Linked DNA regions of Salmo salar: region 1 is linked to region 2. A link is a contact called in public Hi-C data. All regions are on one chromosome and are shown on one strand. Each heading gives the region's core, a stretch centred on a gene start, on an enhancer-like site or on the middle of the called end of the contact. The rest is flanking DNA. Distances are from core to core; before and after follow the strand shown.

Region 1 (6,003 bases), core at 1,199-3,698, 380 kb before region 2:
CCAACAGTGGAGGCTGCTGAAGGGAGGATGGTTCATAGTAATGGCTGGAATGGAGTCACTGGAATGGTATCAACCAATGGAATCCACGTTTGATATCATTCCATTGACTCCATTCCAGCCATTATGAGCCGTCCTCCCCTCAGCAGCCTCCACTGATGCACACGTACTACTTTGAACAATTTCCACTGAAAGGTTTACAGAAACACATTCATGGGAAGAACTGTGCAGATACAAAGTTTGGTAACTAAGGTAAAACTAAGGGAGATTTTACCCAAATTCTATTACCGAACTTGGCATCAGCACAATTTTTTTCAGTACATTGTGTTTTTTATTTTTTTTGTTACTGTGTAAATTATTCAAAGTAGTAATTGTGCATAGAGTTGTATGGTTTGTTAAAGTTTTTGAAATCAATGGTTTTTGTTTGGCATACATTATAAAGTGCGAAATCGGAGTCTCCGCGTAATTCCATAACCCCACCCAGTTTGACATGTCTCCCCAGTGATGCACTTATTCCCAAGTGTGATTGTTGAACGATCCCTGACAGTGCCTTCCTTTCACCACTAGGGGTCAGTGGTACTTCACTATTGAACGTGGCCAGCCAAGGTTGCCGTAGCTAGATAAAGTGTGCTCTTTTAACAAAGCCACAGAGGCTGGCTAGAATCCTCTACATTTGTCACTTCCATGAAAAGCTTCTCTGGATATGTATGCATTGAGATGTGCAAAGGAGTTCTGTTTCCAAGTGTATTGAATAGCATTTCATCATAATCCGCCCTCTTTATTCTCAAGCCTAATGGCTTGGTCTTCCTTTCCTCAAAATATCTCTCACTCCTCTGAGTGATTATGCTCCTGATGAATTAGTCCACTTAAAGTTATTAACAATGACCCAGTCTGTTAGAATCCAATTCATCATCTTAATAGTTATGAAAATAGCGATTATAGCGAGGTGAGAGATTCATTTAGGTGCTAATGATATTTCAACGCGGCAGTATCAATTTCAGACAGTCATTTTTCAGACGTGAGATTGCGTGAAGTTTTCTGGCTTCCTCGTCACATTATGCCGTCGGAAAAATGGGTTGTGAATATTTTTAGGAGTTGTTATGTCTAGCCGCTCTCATTGCTTTGGCCTGATATTGTCATTAAGTTTGCCTGGTATTAAGAAGGACAGGAACACTTTCCTTCCTCTCTCCTCTCCGTAGAGGATTCTCATTCTCTCACAGCGTTGCCTGCTTGAGTTTCTCTCCCCAACTGTTTTGAGGAATCAAATGCAATAGCTCGATAAGTAATTCCCTTTTCTAATTGGACATTTTTGGACCAGATTAAAGAATTGATTTAATCTCCGTAAGAAGGAAAGTGGGCAAAATTGTGATTTGTTTACAGTTGTCTTGTAGGCCTAGGGAGAAATCTCTATATCTCTAGATCCGAATTTGGCTGCTGGTTTTCATGTTTTCTCCTGTGTTTAGCTCGTAAACATAAATGAACTATTTTACATTTACAGACTTTTTTTAGTGGGAGACTGAGGATAAACATATTTTGACTAAGTCATATGTGCCCTACGGTATCTAGCCTATGACGTTTTTTAATGAGAGGATTTAGTTGACTGCGTTTAAAAACAAGTCTCGTTTCCTAGTGAAATGTTTCTGATCTGCTGTGTGTAGCAGTGTAGGCTTCTCTCAATGAGAATAGGACATGTTCGCTTTCTCTTTATCCTTCTCCTTTTTCTCTCACCTCATTTTTCACTGGACAAATTCATCTTCCTCTGAGGTCATAGTTTAGAAAGCATTGTCAGTTCTTCTCTCTCTTATCCCTGGTCCTTTGCCCTCTCCCTTCTCTCTCTCTCTCTCTCTCTCTCTCTGTCCGTCTGCGGGAGTTGCGTGTACAGTTCCCTCTGTCCTGTGGGGTTAGGAGGCCAGGCACCGCCAGGTCTACTCTGACATCTGAAGCCTTTACGAAACATCTTTTATCACAACGGCCCCCAATTCACTCACTGACAGGTCCTCTCTCTTTCTCTCGCTCGCATGCCTCATCTTTCCCACTGCCTCCCTTTCTCTTTTCCTGCCCCCCCCCCCTTCCCTAATGTAATGTAACAGGATCCTGTCCCTTTCAATCAGTGAGGAATGGAGATGATCCCTCGACTCTGGTGTTCTGTCCTTTTTCCTTTCCTCCTCCTCCCCTCCTTTCTGGCCTTCTTCTAATTGAATAATTAAAAAAGCCGGAGTACTTTTCTGTGCTCTCGCTCGACTCTTACGGTGGTTTCTCTCTTCTTTGGCTCGAGGCTTCCTGCTCTCATCAACATACAGTATCTAGTCTGGAAGTCTTTAACAGTTTAGGGAAAAAAAGTGAATCCTTTCATGAAGGGAGTCTGTCACACTAAGCTGATGAAGTAGACAGTTCTCTTTCAAGCTGGCCTATTTAAAAAAATAAATTAAAAAAAAAACTACATTGGGTGTTGTAGGAGGACTATTCTTCCGCGTGTAGAAGTCGAGGAATAATGACTTCTATGGCCTGTGTGACTGGCTGGAGTCACTGCTCTCACCTTCCGTTTCCCTGTCAGATCTCAGCTAGTTAGCCTGGGCTGGCTGGCTGTGTGTGTTGGCCAATGGAGTCTGTACAGATGCAGAGAATGACTATTTTTGGGCTCCGGTGATTTCTCAGGTGAAGCTCTCATGTTTGGGTCTTTATCTCTCTTCTTTTTTTTTTTTTTGCTCTCTATTTCTCTCTCGCTCTCTTTCCCCCACCCACTCTCTCTCCTTTTCTCTCCCCATCTCCCTGACAGCTCTCTGTGTCCACACAGTACTTAGGTGAACTGGCTGATTTGAACTGCTGAATGTTTCTCTCTGCTAGGCTGCCGTGTGGGAGGAGGAATAGAGAGAACTTTCCAGAAGAAGTTTGTCGGACTAGAAAAGTGTTTTTGTTTTTAAAATGGGATCACCTCACCTGTGTAAGTAGAGAATAAAATGGTGTGTGTTCATACTCTATTTATCTTGTCCATATTTACAGAATCTCTGCCATTGTAGGGATTGTTTGTCTGTTTTCAGACGTTGTTTTGAGCTCTTATTGTTTTGCCTTTCATATTCTGTTTTCTCTCTGTCTGCCTCAGAGGACAAAGACTTATATAATACCAAACTCCTCCTCTTCTCATATTAATGTGTCCTTGGCTAGGAGAGAGACGTCCCCGGAAGTTGAGCTGAGAGTTTTGTCAACACAGACAAAGTATTGTGTAGGCTTATCAGCTCAACAGATCGCACCCCATTCTTCGACATGAATAATTATATTCTATTAGTTCCTCACAATTGCACAGGACTATCGCAATTTTAGAAACGTTTAGCCACATTTTTTTCTCCCTCTTCCTTTGCTTCTCCTTCCTCTCCTTTCCTGGTGGAATAAAAGTGCGTTTCTCCAGCGAGGTGATGACACGGTAACAGTGTTGTTTTGCCAAAACAAAAATCACTGATTTGCATAGTTTATCAAACCAACTCTATGCACAATGACTACTTTTAACAATTTCCACAGAAAATATTACAAAAACACATTTACTCAAAGAACAGTGCAGATGTAGTTTGGTAACAGAATGACGGTAAAATCTCCCTCATTTTATGTGACCACGTTTTTCAAAAATGATATGACACCTTGAGTTTGAAAACATCTAATTTGGTTATTGAACTGCAATAGTGATTCATCACAAAACTATACAAAAACATGTTGGGGATTTTCGATAGTAATCCATAGAATAGTCATTTGGAGGAAGGATTGTTGACATATATTTGACATTTGTATGTAAAAGTAATATAATGAAATGTGCCAAATAAAAAAAGATATATTTTCTATATGCATGTGTATTTTATTATATTCATACATTTATGTCGAAAAAGCTATTGATGTCAAAATACTACTCATATTACACAGCAAGCGGTAAAGCTTCATATGACACCAATATTTTCTTTGTAGCACCTACAGATGAACCATTATGGAGTCTGGAAGGGGGCCTGGGTGAAGCCAAAATGGCATGAATATGCCAACTTTAATTATTTCAAAAATTATGTTTTTAGATACAAATGTCAACAATTCTATCTCCAAAGGACTAGTTGTCTATGGATTGCATTTAGTAAAAATCCCCAAAATCATGGCCTTTTTATGTCTTGGTATCATGAGGAATCACTTAGTAATTGACATGGATTAACACCCGGTAACATGATAATGGTAACAGAATGACATCATGGGTCCCTGATCTGTACTATACTATACTATATGTCATTCTGTTCATGGTGATCCATAAAGAATAGGTACATGCAAAGGTAGAAAAATGTAATATCATAAACGTCATTCACAAGTTTGGACAGTACAGCACAGTAGAGTGCTGTAGAGTTTATTACAGTACAGTAGAGTACACTAGAGTATAATTGACTGTATTGTGCTTTCCAAACTTGTGGAACAGACGTCTATGATTGGCTTAGAATTTGGACTGACCAAATTTCAACTACTTTTCGACGTCCATGGACTTCCGGGGTCGGTCGGTCTTCAATGAGCGAGAGGGCTGGTTACAATAAATGGAAAGAGAGAGGGGCTTATGGTAACAGAATGACAGGTTTTAATCACTTAATAAATCAAATTATCAGTAAAAACACTAACTAATTATTAGGTCTACCTTTTTGCTTCTTACTACTTCAGTGAACTTTCATTATCCTCACGAGGGAGAGAAATTAGCAAATATCTTAAAGTTATGTGGGTTTTAATATTTCTTTAACTTACAGAAGGCAAATATTTTCTGCAAAACTCAATAGAAGTGCTGATATTATATAGTAGAAGGGGTCTTTACTTTAACATTATTGTGTTTTGATGTATTTCTAATACCTTTTTTAAGGCTTTTTCTGCTCAATGTTTTCAAAGACCCCCTTTCCATCTATTTGACCAGAAATCAAGGCTTTGCTTATTCCTCATTTTTTAGGATGGAATATGGTTGAACATTTGATGTACTGTATATACCTTTTTTTAAATCCAAAATATAGAACTCTTAGCTTTCATTTGACATCAAATGTGATATGCTCCTATGAACTTGAACTTCACATGTTAGTGCTCATGGGGCTTTTTCCATGAAAATTCCCAATAGGAACTGTCTGTCTTGGAAACGCTCCTGGGAACATGTCTGTCTGTTATTTATATATATATATATATATATATATATATATATATATATATATATATATATTACAACACACACACACACACACACACACACACACACACAGTTTTGATTAACCACAGTTTTAATTAGCTTAAATGTGTGTATGTGTAATTGGAATTGGAGATGACCTGCAATAGATTACCATGTGCCCTCAATTTAGCTCTAATTACTTGCATATATCCCCCTTTTTTTTCATGTTTCCTCTCCTTTTTCCCTGTCCATCTTGGCTAATCCTCGTCGCCTGGGAGAGGGTGGCGTGTGACGGCTGTGTTTGTGTGAACAGAACTCCGAACGGGGACCACGGAACACTCAGGGTGACGTGGTGTCACAATGACTGGCGTCTGTTTAGCCATTGGTCAGTCACATACACCTCATATCCCTCCCTGATAGGTTGACAGCTTGTGAACATTACGGTGTAATTAAAGCCAGAGAAGTGTTTTTAGAGGACATAATGGGCCAATAACAGTCCAGTGCAGGATGATTAGTCAGTGATCTGTGTATTTATGCTACATCAGATTTAACTAGCTAGAACAAAGGGAGAACCGGGGAACAGGAAGTGGTAACAAGTGCTGTCAGTTATGGGAGACCTGTTCTGACATGACACCCCTCCTGGCTAGTTTAAACACTGGGAGACACATGGGAAATATTGGGCAAGCCAGACGGAATTTTCTCCCTCTCTGAGAAGTTGTCCCGGGAAGTATTTTGGATTGATTAGAGATAAGTAGAACCATCCTGACCTGTGGACGGGAGGAACGCTCTCCACAGCCGTCTTCCCTCCCAAGAGAAAACATTCCAGTGGCGTTCTCCTTTCTGTGGGACATGGA
Region 2 (5,267 bases), core at 1,409-3,908:
ATCAGTCCTGTGTCATGCCAACAGTAAAGCATCCTGAGACCATTCATGTGTGGGGTTGCTTCTCAGCCAAGGGAGTGGGCTCACTCACAATTTTGCCTAAGAACACAGCCATGAATAAAGAATGGTACCAACACATCCTCCGTGAGCAACTTCTCCCAACCATCCAGGAACAGTTTGGTGACGAACAATGCCTTTTCCAGCATGATGAAGCACCTTGCCATAAGGCAAAAGTGATAACTAAGTGGCTCGGTGAACAAAACATCGGTATTTTGGGTCCGTGGCCAGGAAACTCCCCAGACTTTAATCCCATTGAGAACTTGTGGTCAATCCTCAAGAGGCGGGTGGACAAACAAAACCCCACAAATTCTAACAAACTCCAAGCATTGATTACGCAAGAATGGGCTGCCATCAGTCAGGATGTGGCCCAGAAGTTAATTGACAGCATGCCAGGGCGGATTGCAGAGGTCTTGAAAAAGAAGGGTCAACACTGCAAATATTGACTCTTTGCATCAACTTCATGTAATTGTCAATAAAAGCCTTTGACACTTATGAAATGCTTGTAATTATACTTCAGTATTCCATAGTAACATCTGACAAAAATATCTAAAGACACTGAAGCAGCAAACTTTGTGAAAATTAAGATTTGTGTCATTCTCAAAACTTTTGGCCACGACTGTACTATCACAATGTTCTTTGTTGAAATTGTATTTTTCAACACCAATCAATCAAGTGAAAAAATAAACAATTTTCTTGGAAATGGAGTTCAAGCTCCTTGTTATTTCTCCATGAGAATGTGTGGATGGTCCTGGAAGAAAACTAGGCCTGTAGCAGATAGATGTAATCACAGCCACCCAATGGGACTGCAGGTTAAAGAGGGAGACAGAGAGAATTTCTGGTGTCTGTGTATTGTGTTTGTTTGTGTGAGTTTAAGAGGGGACAGGGTAAATGGCTGTTTCCCTGATAAAGAGAATTGTGGGCAGTAGGGGGTTCTCATACACAGCAGCCCAATCTTCTTTTCATGGACAGACATTAGTGTCTGTGCATTGTTGGTGTATGATTGTGTGTGGAGAGAGCGAGCAAGAGAGAGAGAGAGAGAGAGAGAGACCCAGCAGGAAAGGAATGCAGTTACGGCTGTAAAGTGGCTGTGAAAACGAGTGTTCTTTGACCTCTAGGCTCTCCTCCTCTCCTGGTAGCTGTCAGTGGCCTGAGTTCCAATCTGTGTGTGTTCAGTATACACCAGCTACCAGGACGAGGTCAAAAGGACTATTTTAAAGTATGAGCTGTGACCCATCTAATCTCCTCCCCACCACCATCCCTCCTCTTCTCCTTCTCTCTAGCTCCCCTCCTCCCATTCTTCTCCTGGCCCCTCTATGGCTCAACAGACACCTGTCACACGGTGGTTAAAACGTGGCTAACCCTTTATATCTGTGTAGTTTCAACTATAACTGTTGTGGTAACAATACCTTCTGACGCGTATAGAATTAATAACAGTTAAATATTAATAACAGTTAAATATTGGTGTCTGTTGAGGCTATGGCTCAACAGACACCTGTCACACGGTGGTTAAAACGTGGCTAACCCTTTATATCTGTGTAGTTTCAACTATAACTGTTGTGGTAACAATACCTTCTGACGCGTATAGAATTAATAACAGTTAAATATTAATAACAGTTAAATATTGGTGTCTGTTGAGGCTATGGCTCAACAGACACCTGTCACACGGTGGTTAAAACGTGGCTAACCCTTTATATCTGTGTAGTTTCAACTATAACTGTTGTGGTAACAATACCTTCTGACGCGTATAGAATTAATAAAAGTTAAATATTGAAAGTGTGCCTGCGTTCGCAAGCCACACTAATAAACAGAAGAGTAGCTAATAATTATGTCGACTAATCACCATGCTCGTAGTTCACTCTACTTACCTTATAAAATAAAGGTGCAAGTCTCACTAGCTAACATTTAATATAATGTTTTATACATCTTAAATGTCCTATTGTGTCCTATACTCTCTGTAAAATACATATATAGTATTGCCATAACATGTTTTCATAACCTCTGTAGTCGGACTTCGTTGTGCCAGTTGTACTGTAGGAGTAGCCTTGGTTGATTTTCCTTGTCTCCACTACGGGGCGTCTGGGCGCTGCATCGATACCACACTGCAACAAGTTGGATATCCATCCGCTGTGGAGGGTCATGTCATCATGGAGAAACTCTGGATGAAAAATGTATTGTTGCAGTTTGTTTTTTTTAATCACAAGATAGCTATAGACCCGGGGCTACAGATGTGTGTCAAAAGAACAGGAAATGTGTTGTGCTCGATTCTATTCTGAGTTAATGAGATACAAACACACACACACACCATTATCGGTCCAGATCGTAACTCGAACCTTGGTCTGTGTCCGTTTGCTCGGTAATGAAATAGCCCGCGCGGTGCGTTAATCAGTGTGATCTGACAGGCTATATCTCGGTCCCTGTCCTGAGCTCCTTCTCCCAGTGCAAACGATACTTCCAGCTACCTCATAGTAATTGAATTAGTTCGGTTGGAAGGGGAGGGGCTTTTGCTTTGTTAGTGTGACGCCCATTCAAAATTCAAACCAATGGGACTATCCTCCGTTCGGCTGTAACCGAACCCACTTTCTGGCTGCACCGGGCTGCCTTTGCTCTCACCGTCCCTTTAGTCTCGTCCCGTTGAATCTAAACATCAGGGGAAAGAAGCACATGAATAAAGCGTGTTTTATTTTTTCTCGCCAATGCTTATATATGAAGAGGATGCAGTGGAATGCTGCCATTTGGGTTCCGGGTAAGGAAGCGTCTCTACTGTCACCCAGCAGTAGCGCATGAGAGAGGCTCGGAGGACGAGGACGGACTCCTCCCCACCCCCTTGACACTTCCAAGACAGCGCTGAGAAAGGATAGCTGCCTTTTTCGGCCAGTCTGCGAACGGAGCAGAGACACCGTTACGAAAAAAAGGACTAGACTACAATCGGGGGTTGCCTATATGGCTTTCCAAAGTTCCATCTCTGAAAACGTGGACATTGAAGGACACGAGCTATAGGGGGACATTGGACACATATTGCTCCTTTTCCTTACTCAATTTTGACACCGATCCAGCTCAGCGCATGACCGTACAGAGACTGCTGTAGTCTGTTAGAGGGGACTTCTAACAACTGTTTTATCGTTATTTGTTTGATATCCCTATGTGTATATTTATGTGAACATATTTTGTCTGGCCTAGGAGTAATTTTTACGCATACTGGAACCATCAAACGGATGTCCCATGAACATATTATACAACTGAACCAGACACTGAACCTGAAGAGAGAAGCACTAACCACAGTGACACTCGCATTTGATAACTTCACCTGCTACTGTCGTCAAATTAAGTGTGATTCCAATTGACCAACGAGGCGTCATCTCTGTTGCAGGTTGCGCTATCAAAGCCTCTCGCACCTTGGGGCAGGAGATAGCGATTTTCTGTTGTTGAATTGTCTTGCCTATTTCTGCCATCCATAAACTGCGACAGAGGACAGAAAAGGCACACAAATGTAAACAAGAGAGAGCATCTCTCCTGCTGAAGTGTACCCTAAACTGACTGACGCCGCAGTCACCCCGCATCGAAGAGGAATACGTGCCGAACTTTGCTGTAGTGATGCTGCAAGTGGAGATGGTGCTATTCGTCTTTCTGGTGATATGGATGTGTGTATTCAGCCAGGAACCCAGCTCCAAGGTGGTGGCCGACCGCTATGCCGTCTTCTGGAACCGAACCAACCCCAGGTAGGTGCCACTCAGAGCGGCCAGTGGGGCCGAAGCGAGTCGATGTTCTCCACACGGGCCGCCCAAAACGTTTCGGTGGATAAAATATATAGACCGATGGCGGTGACTTTTATTTAAGGTATAGATTACTGCCTATTGGACACATCACTCAGATGGGTTATATTTCCCAGAAATGTGGGTAGGCTATTGATGCAACAGAACACAACCTGTGCACACCGGGTTGGATTTAGGCTAGCCTATTTGGGATATATGCTACACTGAATTGTATACAATCAACAGTAATCAAACTCGTCAAGTTATCAAATCTGTCATCTTGGCATATAATAAGCCTTCGATGTGTTACCCGAAAAGCGCACTGTTGGGGAGTAAATTCGCGCGTGTTCCAGTACCAGCATTCGGTGTTAACTGAATCTAACCCCCACCTAAGAGTGGGCGCTAGTGCCGGTTTTCTGGATAGACACCGGGTTAAATCATGGAACGTTATTTCATTAGAGTAAGCCTGCTGTTGGCGCATGTAGGATACCGCGTGGATCATTGCGTCGTTTGGACGGCGTACTCGCGTATTTGTAGCCAACTTCTCTCATCTTCGAAGGAGCGGAATTCCACTCCAGGTAGCAAATGCTGGTCAAACATGGCACCATGATTAACCCAGATTTCGTATTTGTAAGAACAACAAGCGGGGTGAAAAGGGGAACCACTCAAGTCTTTAGGCCTTCAGTTTATGTATTGGCACTAGTTGTAGCCTATCGGCACATTTGCGGATCCCTCTTACAATTTTGAAGATTATCAGAAATCAATAGGCCTTGCCCACTCAATCAGGAACAAAAAGCTTCGACAGGCTGATATAGGTTGGACTTCATTTCGTCTTTTAATTTCTTGTCTTTTCTTTTGATCATGATATGAGCTGTTCACCAAGGATTTATCCAATCCACTTATTGTTCTCATTCGGAAAACATGTTTTAATCCAATGGAAAAGGTAAAACTCCTCTGGATTTCCCCCAAAAATTGTTCACCTACTTAGAATTATTATATCATTATGCGACTATTTTGGTTTATAGGTTTAAGTCATAGATATGTAATTAATAGCCTATGTAAATGGTGTAATTCAATTGGAGGATGACTGAAAAGTCCCAAAAAGTTCTGAAAGCAATCAGTTTTGCTGCACTAAAGTGTTCTACTTCTTGCGAGTTTCGATAGGTAACGTTATTGGCATACAGTCTAAAATCACAAACATTCAAATAAATTGATGATCAAAATAGGAAATGTAGAATGTATCCACCAATTTATTAGCCCACGGCCAGGTAGTTCGGGAACTGTGACACTTCTGCTCCAAAACCATTGTGCTCGCAATGATAACCTATTTGAGGGGTACATTCATAAACAAACAAAGTTCCAAACCACATTTTGCACCTAAAAAACCCACTTAATGGATTTCGTTGATGTAACGAACTTTAGTTTCTTGAATATTGAATAAAAGACGTTGGACATCCAAGC

What was found. Hi-C and Micro-C count contacts between places; a contact is called where the count stands out from the background.
Region 1: a Hi-C map of gill shows a contact between it and region 2, with 4 times the contacts expected there. The contact joins the enhancer-like site here to the promoter of LOC106585191 in region 2. A contact is called at or near these places in 2 of 3 Hi-C or Micro-C datasets (gill and muscle).

The regions. Positions count from the first base shown.
Region 1 is chrssa24:6,661,601-6,667,603 of Ssal_v3.1, reverse strand. All of the region lies in intron 6 of LOC106585190 (F-box and leucine-rich repeat protein 17), which reads left to right. Among protein-coding and RNA genes, the nearest start is that of LOC106585190, 11 kb to the left of the region's middle. Within about 2 kb of position 2,448, at least 1 of the 13 cell types and tissues checked has an H3K27ac peak or open chromatin away from gene starts, as enhancers often do. A contact at or near this core is called in gill, where this site is marked.
Region 2 is chrssa24:6,278,010-6,283,276 of Ssal_v3.1, reverse strand. LOC106585191 (ephrin-A5b) reads left to right here and starts at 2,658. Exons shown (of 4, transcript XM_014171127.2): 1 at 2,658-3,773. The coding sequence starts at 3,649. LOC106585192 (a long non-coding RNA gene) reads right to left here and starts at 2,526. Exons shown (of 3, transcript XR_001323918.2): 1 at 2,360-2,526; 2 at 2,054-2,212.